Regions from separate parts of the Mus musculus genome. Here regions 1 and 3 are each linked to region 2. The links are chromatin contacts, called in public Hi-C and promoter capture Hi-C maps. All regions are on one chromosome and are shown on one strand. The core of a region is the stretch at or near the end of the contact, and the rest is flanking DNA. Distances in the headings are between cores, read along the strand shown. Region 1 holds the start of Acot2 (acyl-CoA thioesterase 2). Region 2 overlaps Psen1 (presenilin 1). Region 3 holds the start of Pnma1 (paraneoplastic antigen MA1).

The links. Promoter capture Hi-C pulls out the DNA fragments that hold promoters and counts their contacts. A called contact is a pair of places that touch in the nucleus more often than the background predicts.
Region 1: a promoter capture Hi-C map of hippocampal neurons shows a contact between it and region 2, with 3 times the contacts expected there. The contact joins the promoter of Acot2 here to the enhancer-like site in region 2. A contact is called at or near these places in 5 of 39 promoter capture datasets (the 3T3-L1 cell line, the C10 cell line, HPC-7-derived erythroid cells and 1 more), 1 of 15 datasets of contacts at CTCF or cohesin (large pre-B cells), 2 of 484 Hi-C or Micro-C datasets (the Ba/F3 cell line and bone marrow-derived macrophages), 2 of 115 datasets of contacts at active chromatin or transcription factors (T-cell acute lymphoblastic leukemia and bone marrow-derived macrophages) and 1 of 9 other capture datasets (pancreatic islet).
Region 3: a Hi-C map of cerebral cortex shows a contact between it and region 2, with 7 times the contacts expected there. The contact joins the promoter of Pnma1 here to the enhancer-like site in region 2. A contact is called at or near these places in 8 of 39 promoter capture datasets (the C10 cell line, the HPC-7 cell line, cranial neural crest and 4 more), 1 of 15 datasets of contacts at CTCF or cohesin (pro-B cells), 8 of 484 Hi-C or Micro-C datasets (the HPC-7 cell line, LSK cells, cerebellar granule neurons and 5 more) and 3 of 9 other capture datasets (embryonic stem cells, liver and macrophages).

What each region holds. Positions count from the first base shown.
Region 1 is chr12:83,985,410-83,989,251 of GRCm38.p6, reverse strand. Acot2 (acyl-CoA thioesterase 2) reads right to left here and starts at 1,391. Exons shown (of 3, transcript NM_134188.3): 1 at 771-1,391. The coding sequence starts at 1,350.
Region 2 is chr12:83,715,538-83,719,327 of GRCm38.p6, reverse strand. All of the region lies in intron 5 of Psen1 (presenilin 1), which reads right to left. Among named protein-coding and RNA genes, the nearest start is that of Psen1, 29 kb to the right of the region's middle. Within about 2 kb of position 2,482, at least 13 of the 459 cell types and tissues checked have an H3K27ac peak or open chromatin away from gene starts, as enhancers often do. A contact at or near this core is called in cerebral cortex, cortical neurons and hippocampal neurons, where this site is marked.
Region 3 is chr12:84,147,102-84,151,088 of GRCm38.p6, reverse strand. Pnma1 (paraneoplastic antigen MA1) reads left to right here and starts at 2,600. Exons shown (of 1, transcript NM_027438.3): 1 at 2,600-3,987. The coding sequence starts at 3,162. It overlaps Mideas (mitotic deacetylase associated SANT domain protein), which reads left to right. Exons shown (of 13, transcript NM_001163501.1): 13 at 1-1,921.

The sequences.
Region 1 (3,842 bases), core at 142-2,641, 270 kb before region 2:
AACCCAGTAAGGCTCTGTAGCCAACAATGAACGAGAGCTTCTGGTTCTCCCACCTCGACCTGTGGGTGCTGGGATTGCAGTGCTGTGCCTTCTTGCCAGGTTTACCCTGTGCTGGGGATAGCACCCAGTACTACTCCAAGCAAGCACTCTACCAACGGAGCCACACCCTCTAGCCCAAGTGTATGAAGCTTGTCTCAATGTCAGAATACTAATGGCTTCTCCTGAGAGTTCTTTCCCCCATCACTGCCTGAGAGTTCTGTTGATTCTCCTGCCTCCTTTGCTGGAACCTCCATATGCAGCTAAAAACCAAGAAAAATTAAAAATATTGGAAACTTCGTAGAAGAGTGCTTGCCAAGTTTGAGTTCCCACACTGCCACAAGAAAAGACAGAAGACATTCTAAAAGAACATTAGGGGATGTGGGTGTAACACTGCGGACTTTATTATTAGGAGCCTCTCCCCTTGTCTTATGATGCCCTTTTAATTTAGCAGCGGAATTGAAGGACCAGCTTCAGGCAAACAGCATCACTATAACAGGCTTCTTCCGGTCCAGTCCAGTCCAGTCCAGTCCTATCTCCTTCCCACCAAGTCCTAGATCATTTGGAGCTACCCTTTTCTTCACTTCTGAGTTCGAGGCCAGCCTGGTCTAGAGTGAGTTCCAGGACAGCCAGGGCTATACAAGAAACCCTGTCTCAAAAAAAACCAAAAGCAAACAAACAAACAAACACCCACAGGGAACTTTGAGCAAAGGGAAATGTGGAGGGCTGCTCACCTGGGGGCAGGAAGAGCGTGGCGCGCACCCGGCCCTCTCGTACGGGCACGCGCCGCACCCCGGGAGCCAAGAAGTGACGCTCGTGCACCGCCTGCGCCAGCCGCTGCCCGCCATCGGGCTCGTGTCCGTCCAGCACCTCCAGCTCCACCAAGAAGGGCGTCTGCACGTCGCGCTTGATCAGGCGCCAGAGAGGCCGTTCGGGCTCCATGGCCCAGAGCAGCCCCATGGGCTCGAGCCCCGAGAAGCTGCCGCCCAGCGCGGGCGCGCGCGCCAGGTTCAGCTCGCCGCCAGCGTCGGCGCGGTAGCGCGCGTGGGCTCGGAAGAGCGCGCCCTTCTCGTCGCGCAAGGCAGAGCGCAGCGTGACGGGCTGCTCGGGGGCCAGGCCGCGCACGGCGATGCTCAGCGGCTCGTCCCAGCAGCTGCGGCCCTCGGGCTCTACGCTCAGCGTCGCATTTGTCCGCGCCCAAGTGGTCCGGCCACCAGTGCTGAGCGGCGGAGGTACAAACAGCCGCGCCCAGCTCTTCCAATCCTGTTGGCACAACCTGCTTGCTCTCAGGACAGCGAAAGACGAGGCCACCATTTTGCGTCGTTGACTTCAGCCCTCGGTTCCGCAGAGAAAGTTAAGAGATCCTCTAGTGGCCAGCTGCCTGCCTGCAGTCCTTAGACTGAGCTGTGTGCTTGCTGAGCTGGGAGGATCACAGAGCAAAGCAAGCAACAAAAGCAAAAGTAGTAGTGACGCTTTGACTAAGGCGTCTGTGCGTTAAGACTCCGTTATATCCGGAACCTAGCACTGTTTTTCAGGTGCTCTTTACCCCATGAAAAGTGGGCTGGACCAGGGCTCGCTCTTAAAAGCCTCTCACCCAATGAAACCTCCAGTCGCCAAATTCCTAAGGTTGCAGAGTCAAGAATGTGAGATTGCAATTGAGTTTCATCACGTCCTAGAGTAATAGACACTCGTTACTAATCTTAGGACTGTTCTTTCAAAAACGTGCATCATGATATTTTGTTTGTGTGCTGTTTGCGCGTGCTTAGTCTACACATTAATGTCCATGTCCAATGGCCTTAATGTCTCATGGGCTGTGTGACCCTTTACCTACATTCCACACTCGTGTAAAAATAGTCAAATGATGTCATAGTTTACATTGAGCTCGTCTTTTGACCCTCTAGGCAAACACTTTTTCCTACTCATCCCGGATTTTACACATTTCCCAAGTGTTATATAAGCTATTGCTTCCAATCAGTGATTTTTTTTTCTTCCAAGGCCTTAAACCTTACAAGGATTATTGCACATCTTTATTATTACAGAAACCTGAGACTATATAAGTTGTATTTGTCTCTGTTCCTAAGAAGACAACTGTGTTAGATTTTGTTTACTTGACCCAAACTAGAAACACCTTGGAATAGGCAGGGATCCTCACTTGGGGCAATGCCTGTATCATATTGGCCTATGTGTCACTGATGGTTTGTGTGGGAGGACCTAGCCCACTGCGGGAGGTTCCACGCTGGGCAGGTCAGCTAGATTTTATTAGAAAGCTGGGGGTGGGGATGGGGCCTGGAGAATTAGCTCAGAGGTTAAAAGTACAGGCTGTTCTTCCGAAGGACTTGAACTCATTTCCCTCAGCCATAAGGGAGCTCACAGCATTCTGCAAGTTCAACTCTAGGGATCAGAGACATACAAACGGTGTGTGTGTGTGTGTGTGTGTGTGTGTGTGTGTAGGGAAACAAGTCATTGCTCCCCTGTGGTTCACGCCCCCTGCTTGAGTTGCTGTTTGACTTTCCTCAGGAAATGAATGCCAAATACACCTTTTCCTCCGCTAGCTGTTTTTGGTCGGAGTTTTATCACACTTATAGAAAAAGCAGGCTAGGGTATCTACCTTGAAGATCTTGCCCAGGCAAAACTTTTCACCGAGTTTCAAATGACCTCGCACCGCACTGGTCATGGAACTTGGAAATAACTGTTTTTGTATTGCTACTATGGATTCTTCAACCTTATTTTGTGCATCCAGTCCCAGGAACCAAAAAAAGTAAATAATAATAATAGCTTATTTTTAATCCTAATAAGAACCCTATTTGGTGAACAATTAGAACCAGAGAGCCTGATTTGCTAAGGCACACACAGCTAGGCAACTGGAAATGCTGGATTCTACACCTTAGGGCACCATTCCCTGCCTATAAGGACCTTTAAATTCTTTAAGTGCCTCTCATGCAATGATGTCCTATATTGAGAAGAGAATTTAGAAAATGCACTCAAATACCTCCCCTCCACACCCAGCAATCTGTTAAAAAAAAGAAAAAAAAAAAAAAGACTATCATTCTGGTCTAAGACTACCTGTTAAAGGCAGTGCCCGGGAATGAGTTGTTGCAGCAGTGCTTGTAACACTCCAAGGTCCCTAACCATGTTTACTATGACATGCTGGGCAGCCAGACTATATGATTAAAATGAAGTATTAAAACTACAATAAAAAGCCAGGTACACTGGCTCATATCTGTAGTCCCAGCAGAGGCAGGAGAATCACTGCAAGTTCAAGGTCAGCCTGGGCTCCACAGCGAGCGCCAGGACAGCCAGGAGTACTTAGACAGCCCTTGTCTTTTAAAAATAATAATACCTCTAATCCCAGCACTTGGGAGGCAGAGGCAGGCAGATTTCTGAGTTTGAGGACAGCCTGGTCTACAGAGTGAGTTCTAGGACAGCCAGGGCTACACAGAGAAACCCTGTCTTGAAAAACCAGAAGAAGAAGAAGAAGAAGAAGAAGAAGAAGAAGAAGAAGAAGAAGAAGAAGAAGAAGAAGAAATAAGAGAAAAAGAATTTTAATTTATTTTGTTATGAAAGCTTATTAACTCAAAAGGATTGGTTTTTTTAAAAAAATGTGTATCTAAGCATCAGTAATGTCATATTTATAGCACACTTCATTAAATAATTTAACAAAACACTAAGTACTAAATGGATCCTGCTAATTTTGAAAGCTTAAGTACAACTGAAGAAGAAAAAGGACGGTAACACATGAATATTACACACTGAGTCTATTAGACAAGGCTGGACCTGGAAGTCTTCCTGTTGTTGGGACAAAGTAA
Region 2 (3,790 bases), core at 1,233-3,732:
CATAGGACTGTTTTATTTTGAACTGGCCGCCCTGTTCCTTTCTAGAAGACACTAATCTTAATAGTTGAATACAATCTCAAATACAGTTAGAAGTGACAAAGAAAAGGAAAAATTCTTAGAAGCCCTCTTTTCCCTAAAAAAAAAAAAAAATTTTAAAGGAAAATAGAAATCAGGTCAGGTGGCATGAGGGTCAAAGGCAGTTTTTGGCATGTGCCAATCTTCAACTGCTCACGTGCATGCAAAATGACTCTAATAAACTCTTCAAAGATATAAACTCAAAATGACCAGAAATCACTCATTCACGGTATAAATCACCATGAGTAAAAGTCAATAGAATTATCCTTCCCCAAAACTTAAGATATCATAAAGACAGGAAACTAATAGGAAAAAAATTAAATCTGGACAAAAAGATTATACCCAAAATGATCTAACATCTTTAAAACAGACAAATATAAATTCTAGAAATGAAAACTATAACTACTAGATTTCAAGTAACAGTATTAACAAACCGTAGAAGATGCAAGGAAGTTGAAAATATACCTTAAGTACGGAAAGAGGGTGATGGGAGGGAGCATTAGCACTTTCATTAAAAGGACGAGGCATGGCTGAGTATTGCCTTTAATCCATGAGTCTGAGGCTAGCTTGGTCTACACATTGAGCTCTAGGACAGCCAGAATATGCAATGAGGTTCTATCTCAAAACAAACAACAATTAAAAAAGCCCCAAGACACTGGGGTACCTTTGTTTTTGTGGCACGTGAAATCAAGCTAAAGAAGTAGAAAGGCTAGCCTGGGGATGACTGGCCTAGAGGAACTTGGGAAAGGAAGTGACCAGTAAGAAAGAAGACAATGGATGAACAGGAGCAACATCAAAGCCAGCAAAGCAGGCCCCTGCACCCAGGCAGCAGATGTGCAGCTTGGTCTTCATGTGGGTACCCCAAAAACTGGAGCAGGAGATGTCCCCAAAGCTGTTGCCTATCTGTGAAATATGTTCCCTTCACTGGGCTGCACTGTCTGGCCTCAGTGGGAGAGGTTGCACCTAGACCTCAAAGACGTGATGTGATAGGGTGGGGGGAGACCCAATGGGGGCCTCCACCCTCTCAGAGGAGAAGGGGGAAGGGGACTGTGTGAGGGGAGGGCAGCAATTAGACTGTAAAATGAATTAAATAAATAAGTAAATAAAGTTTAAAAAAAAGTTAGCAAAGCAGACCTATTGAAGATAAGGGGATGGAGGATATGTGTTTGTAGATATCAAAGTAGAATTAATAAATCAACCAACAAACCATGGGTCCAATAAGCAATGACTTCTAGGCTGAAAGCACTGAATCAAAGTTGTCTTCAGGACAGCAAGATAGCTTTGTTGGTGAAGGCACTTGCTGGCAGGCGTGACAACTGAGGCAGGTCCTCTTGGATGACATTTATTTTCCTCTGATCTGAGACATTCCCTTTAGAAGCCTCAAACGAAATCAAAGGCCACATAGCTGAGGGAACAGAACCTCACAAGATTCCTGCGGCCCAGTCGGCAACAACATACAAAGGAGCAAACGACCGCTTGGGGTGGAGATTCTAGCAGCCCAAATGCAGAAAGGTAGCTGGGAGCTGCCCACAGCCATGCAGGGAGCTCCAGGGTGGCAGCTTTTTTTTTTTTTTTTTGGAGTGGCCCTCTCAGGGACAGAGCTGCTTTTGAATCATCCCTGCTCCTTGTAAGCAACCTCTCAGTGTAAGTATATCCTTGCCAGACAGTGTTAGCGCACGCCTTTAATCTCAGCACTCAGGAGGCAGAGGCAGGCAGATTTCTGAGTTCGAGGCCAGCCTGGTCTACAGAGTGAGTTCGAGGACAGCCAGGGCTACACAGAGAAACCCTGTCTCAAAAAAGAAAAAAAGAAAAGAAAAAAGTCTGTCCTTTGCCTCACTGGCTCGCTCGTCAGACCCCGGCTCAGTTGTTTTTACTTTGCTACTGAGTGCTACGCTCATCTTTTCTGGCGAGCAGATGTGTGCTGCAGGAAAAGTCTGTCACACAACATGGAAGGAGAGAAATGACTCCTGCAAACTCACCTCTGACTTCTACATATGAAGCATGGAACATACATGTCCACATGACATACACTATATAAACTTAATTTTAAAAAAATTTAAGGTTAGATCTGAGGGTACAAAATTAATCCAGAGAGTAAGTGATTTTGTTTCAAAGGTTTTTTTTTTTCCTTATGTGTATGCATGGTTTCCCTGTGCATGTGTGTATATGTATGCAGTAAGTGCCATTTGTGCCTGCCACCCCAGGAGCCAAAAGAGGTTGTTGTTGGATCCCCTGGAAACAGAGTGAGGAACGAATATGAGCCAAGACGTGGGAGTAGGAAACTAAATTCATCGGTTTCATGTCCTCTGCAAGAGCAGCCAGTGCTCCTACGGATAAACCATTTCTCCAGCCCTAATCAGGGCTCTCTGAGAAACAAAGGAGGGGAAAGCCTCCAGAGTCTGGGACTGGGTTGTGAGCCTGAGGGGAACTGCAGAGGAGGAAAGGAACCAAGGTCAGAACGCACACTAACAAGCCAATGGCGAGAGGATCCAGAAAAACCAAGTTTGCAAAGGCAGCGGATAGAACTAGGGAAGTATTGCCAAGCAGATAAACAGATTCCATGGGGGCGCCAAGGACCATGGCCTTTAGGAAAGAAGGACTAGGTTTGAGAGGAATTTTACATAATGCCTGTCAGTCAATCAAGGCCAAATTCTGAACGCGAATTCCCAAACTGATTCATTAGTCTCTGACCCACAGCAACTGTGACCCTGCCCCCACGCCTCATCTGGACAGCTGGGAAAGTAGGAGGTGTGCGCATGCACTGCTCGTGAGATGCCAAATGAAACACGGAGTACGCACATAGTCCATACAGTTGGCTTATTGTCATCAACAGATCAGTGCAGGAAAAACTGAAAACAGAGGCAAGGAGAGGTAGTTTACAGATGGTGGCCTCTTTCTCCATATGGAATGTAAAAGTACACAGAAACTAAGTAACTTCCCAAGATTACTAGGAAAAAAAACTCTCAGGAAATTCAATGCTGAGTCCACACCTCTGTATGTAGTACACAGGCAACTTTGAAAAATGAAAGGCAGGAAATCTGGAAGTGGGGGAGAATAAACGTGGAAGAAGGCAGAATTCTACCCCCAATAAAATCGTAAAAGGAGGCAAAAGAACAAGCCTGGTCCCTAATCAGCTGAGGTCCAGGATGTGTCCACTAAGGCCAAGAAAGGGACCAGGAGGTAAAGACTGGCAAGCAGACAGACACAGGTGCAGTGAGACGTGCGGAGAAAACCGCTGCACAACACGCTATTTGTCAGGTGGTGGCGGCGCAGATCTTTAATCTCAACGCTGGGGAGGCAGAGGCAGGTGAATCTTTTGAGTTTGAGACCAGCCTGGTCTACAGAGTGAGTTTGAGGCCAGCCAGGGCTACACAGAGAAACCCTGTCTCAAAAAACAAAACAAAACAAAACAAAACAAACCCCAAAGAAAAATCTAGGAGAAAATAATGTAGACAGAGAGTAAACTTCAATACGGAGAGTTAACATTTACTGTTCCTACTACTGAGGACGACCTGAAGATTCCATGACCAGTATTGATTTGTTGATTTTCTGAGGTTTGAGTATGAAGCATGTGCTGGGTGGCTGAGGTCCAGGACGCAGTTGCTTACTGAGGGAGGGAGGGAGGGAGGGAGGGAGGGGAGGAGGAGGGGGAAGGAGGGGGGAGAAGAGAGGGAGAAGAGAGGGGAGGAGAGGGAGAGAGGGGGACAGGCTGGGA
Region 3 (3,987 bases), core at 1,351-3,850, 430 kb before region 2:
CTAGTTTTGGTTATCAGCCTCGATTCTGGCTTGAAGAAACCATATTTGGCTTGGAATTACTGAAGGGTTGGAATGTTCTAGAGTCCCCTTCGCTTTCCAGTTCAGTAGGGGCCTAAAGCCACTTTTCTGATATCATCACTTAATTTTAGTTGTACAAAAGAGAGTCTTAAGTGACCGTGTGTCTGACTGTTTAGAATGTTAGTAAGGAGCGGAAATAGCCTACAGCCCGTTGGGAATTGGAAATAGAGATGGGGTTTTGTTTTGAAGCTGTAGACTATTGGGTATTTCTTACATTCATTTACACATTAGTATGGTTCTATGAGAGAGCTGCGGGTGGAAATAACAAACCTGTCCCCCTAGATACCTAGACAGTTACCTTAACCTTCAGTTTCCCCGGTTTGTTTCCTTCATAGGCTTCTATCAGCTCGAAGTCCCGGGATTACAAAAATGTGGTACCCTCTAGAAGCAGGAGGGCAACAAGTTTAGGATCTCTTCTAAATCACTTCTATAACGCGTGCCTTCACAGCTCAGCCCCAAAGTGCCACTTAGGTTTCCCAAGGTTCTTTTCTATTTAAACCATATCTGGCTCAGGCCCCTTGGTGGACAGGTGATAGCAGCCACATGAGATCCTTCAGCCACATGAGACTCCTCTGCTCAGTGGTACCAACTAATCCTTAGAAATCTTAATTAAAAACAGCAAAAAAGCAAGAACTTTTCTAAGTTCACAGAGACCAGATGACTATAGCCGGGGTGGGGGTGGGGGGATAAAGATGGTACCTTTAGGTAGTGATCCCACCAGACACTGTTTTAGAGGGGCCCATGCTCCAGCGCGCCCGTGTGGAAACTGAACTAGTTCAAAGCGGAGATGCACGTGCGGCCGGAGGCTGGCGCAGGCGCGTCCTTACTGGTGCTTTCTCGTACGAACACACTGGGCTTGGCTTTTGTTGTTCTTTCTATTCAGAGCTCCCTGTTTGACAATAACGTCCCTATACAGTGTCACCCTGCCTGTCCCCCAGCTTCCACCTGCATTCAGAGAAGGCCATGACACTGACCGTGCCTGTGTTCTGGGCCATCTCTGAGGTCTCTTGCCCTCACTGCTGTCCTCCAAGCCTTCAGCAGCCCCCTTAGAGCTAAAGTACCCACCCACCCACCGTCCTTGCCGCCCCACCTCCCACCCCGGCACAGAGGCCCTGTGCTCATGATGTCTAAAGGGATTGCCTATATTTAACTGCCTCAGTCACCCAACCTCTTTCTTCTCATGTGCCAGATGTTAAAGACAGAGGAGGAAGAGTGCAATAGTACTCAAGCCTCAGCTGTTGAAATGTTTTTATTGGGGCTCACTGTTCTGGGTTATTATTTATTACTAGACTGGCAAAGCCTAACCCCTTAGGTTTTTACAGGAAGTATGCATATTTTTATATAAAAACAGTTGTGTCTAACCCACATTTGGCTGTGTTTGTTGCCTCAAAAAAAAAAAAATTGCAGCTGTTAGAACTTTTCCTCATTTGTCTCTTACGTTAAAGGCCTTGCTGGAGAGGATGGAGCACAGAACAGCCTTGACAGTCTGTAATTAGTGTACAAATATTTTAATAGCATAAAGTAAGTATATTCCTTTTATTTTGAAACAAAATGGTCAGACACTGCCTTTCATGTGTTTGTTGCCTGTGGCACTCTTTTTAAAAAAGACTGTTACATATTAAAATAGTGTACATATATATATATATATAAATATAAATATTACCTCTTTGTGTACAGTTGTGATAGACCAGACTGAAAATTTTATTTTTTGTGTGCTTTTTATAAAAAAAAAATTAATACACTAAAGAGAATCTTGCTGTGATTGTAATGTACCTATGTAACTTATTTACTTTTGAATGTTCTGTATCTTAAGACCTTTTATTAAATAAGGTTTTAAAAAAAATTCATTGTTGAATACCACATTCTTATAGGGGTGTTTTTGCCGTCTGGGACTGATAGGCCTTGTTTTGCTTGAAGAGAACTTACCCGCCTTTTCGGGGCCATAAACATTCTGTTTTGCTATCTTGTATACTCAGTAAGGATAAGAAGGCAATATGTTTGCAGTTTGCCTGGCTACAAAGGTAAGTAGTCACGGGGTTTTGTGTACACACACACACACACACACACACACACACACACACACACTTTAAACAAGAAAGCCAAGTCAGACACTCACAGGAACCAGTAGATGGAATTCTCTTTCCTAGTTTTGTGGGGAGGAACCAAGTAGTTGCAGAGTGGGATCAGGTGGTTCCCGGAAGTCAGAGTTAAAGACTGAATTCATAGAATGGATGAGCAATATGAGATAAGTCCGTCGTGGTAGATGCGTATCAATAAAGCCAGCTTAAATCCACGGCAAAATTAAATAAAGCATGCGTAGCAATAGCTAAGAAAGAATCAGGGAAGGCGGGGGGGGGGGTGTAAAAAGAAATGCGCCGTCATAGAATAGACTCCTCAAACCCCTTCTTGGCACCATAGCAACCGCCAGATCCTCTGGAGCCCGCGTATCTCGCGTCGTCATGGACACAGTTGTCACGGTGACACTGGGGGAGACAAGCGGACCGGTTCCGCCCTCCACTGCAGCTGCACGCCGGCCGTTGCGGGAGCGCGCGGACATAAGCGCTAGGCAGAGCTGCCTCCAGCCGAGTTTCTCCCCCATCCCGTGCTTCCTGCCGCTTGGGTTCCCGGTGCTCGGAGTGCCGCCTCTCCCCACGTAGCCAAGCCACGGCCTCGCGTGACCCTCAGCCCGCCGGCGTGCCGGGGAGAGGTGGGAGGAGCTGCCACGCCCCGCGACCGCACCCAGCCATCTCCCGCCCGGAGTCATCAGTCTTGAGCCCACCTTGCTCCCTCTCTTTAAGCGGTGACGCCAGACACAGCTGCAGCCAGTTCAGCCCTCCCTGCCCGGACCAAAGGGGGCGACATTCGAGTGATAGGCGGAGTGTCCCGTGGCTCCCGACCCTGACTTGGGACCCGGAAGGGACAAGAAGGAACTCTGGTGTCTTTTGGTAATTGTGGTTGCCTGAAGCTTGTCGCCCCCTGGCCTACCGGGGGAGGAGAGCATGTTGTATTGTCCTAGGCCCTATAGCCTCGTGAGCCAGTCCAAGCAGTGTCTGTAGAACTGGCACTTTTAATAGTTGGGTGAAATGGCTATGACACTATTGGAAGACTGGTGCAGGGGAATGGATGTGAACTCTCAGAGAGCTCTGTTGGTCTGGGGGATCCCTGTGAACTGTGATGAGACCGAAATTGAAGAGACCCTCCAAGCTGCGATGCCCCAGGTATCCTATCGAGTGCTGGGGAGAATGTTCTGGAGGGAAGAAAATGCTAAAGCAGCCTTGTTAGAGCTCACTGGGGCAGTGGATTACTCCCTGATACCCAGGGAGATGCCAGGCAAAGGAGGGCTCTGGAAAGTGGTGTTTAAACCCCCCACTTCCGACGCAGTTTTTTTGGAAAGGCTGCACCTCTTTCTAGCTAGGGAAGGGTGGACCGTGCAAGATGTTGCTCGTGTGCTTGGGTTTCAGAACCCTGCTCCAGCTCCAGGCCCGGAAATGCCAGCAGAGATGCTCAACTATATTTTGGATAATGTTATTCAACCTCTTGTTGAGTCCATATGGTATAAGAAGCTGACGTTATTCTCCGGGAAGGACATTCCCGGGCCTGGCGAGGAAACCTTTGATTCCTGGCTGGAGCACTCAAATGAAATCATAGAGGAATGGCAGGTGTCGGATATAGAAAAGAGACGGCGGTTGATGGAGAGTTTGAGAGGCCCCGCTGCTGACGTCATCCGCATCCTCAAGACCAACAACGCCGCCATAACGACCGCAGAATGCCTGAAGGCTCTTGAGCAGGTCTTTGGGAGTGTGGAGAGCTCTAGAGATGCACAGGTCAGATTTCTGAACACTTACCAGAACCCAGGAGAAAAGTTATCTTCGTATGTTATCCGTCTGGAGCCTCTGCTGCAAAAGGTAG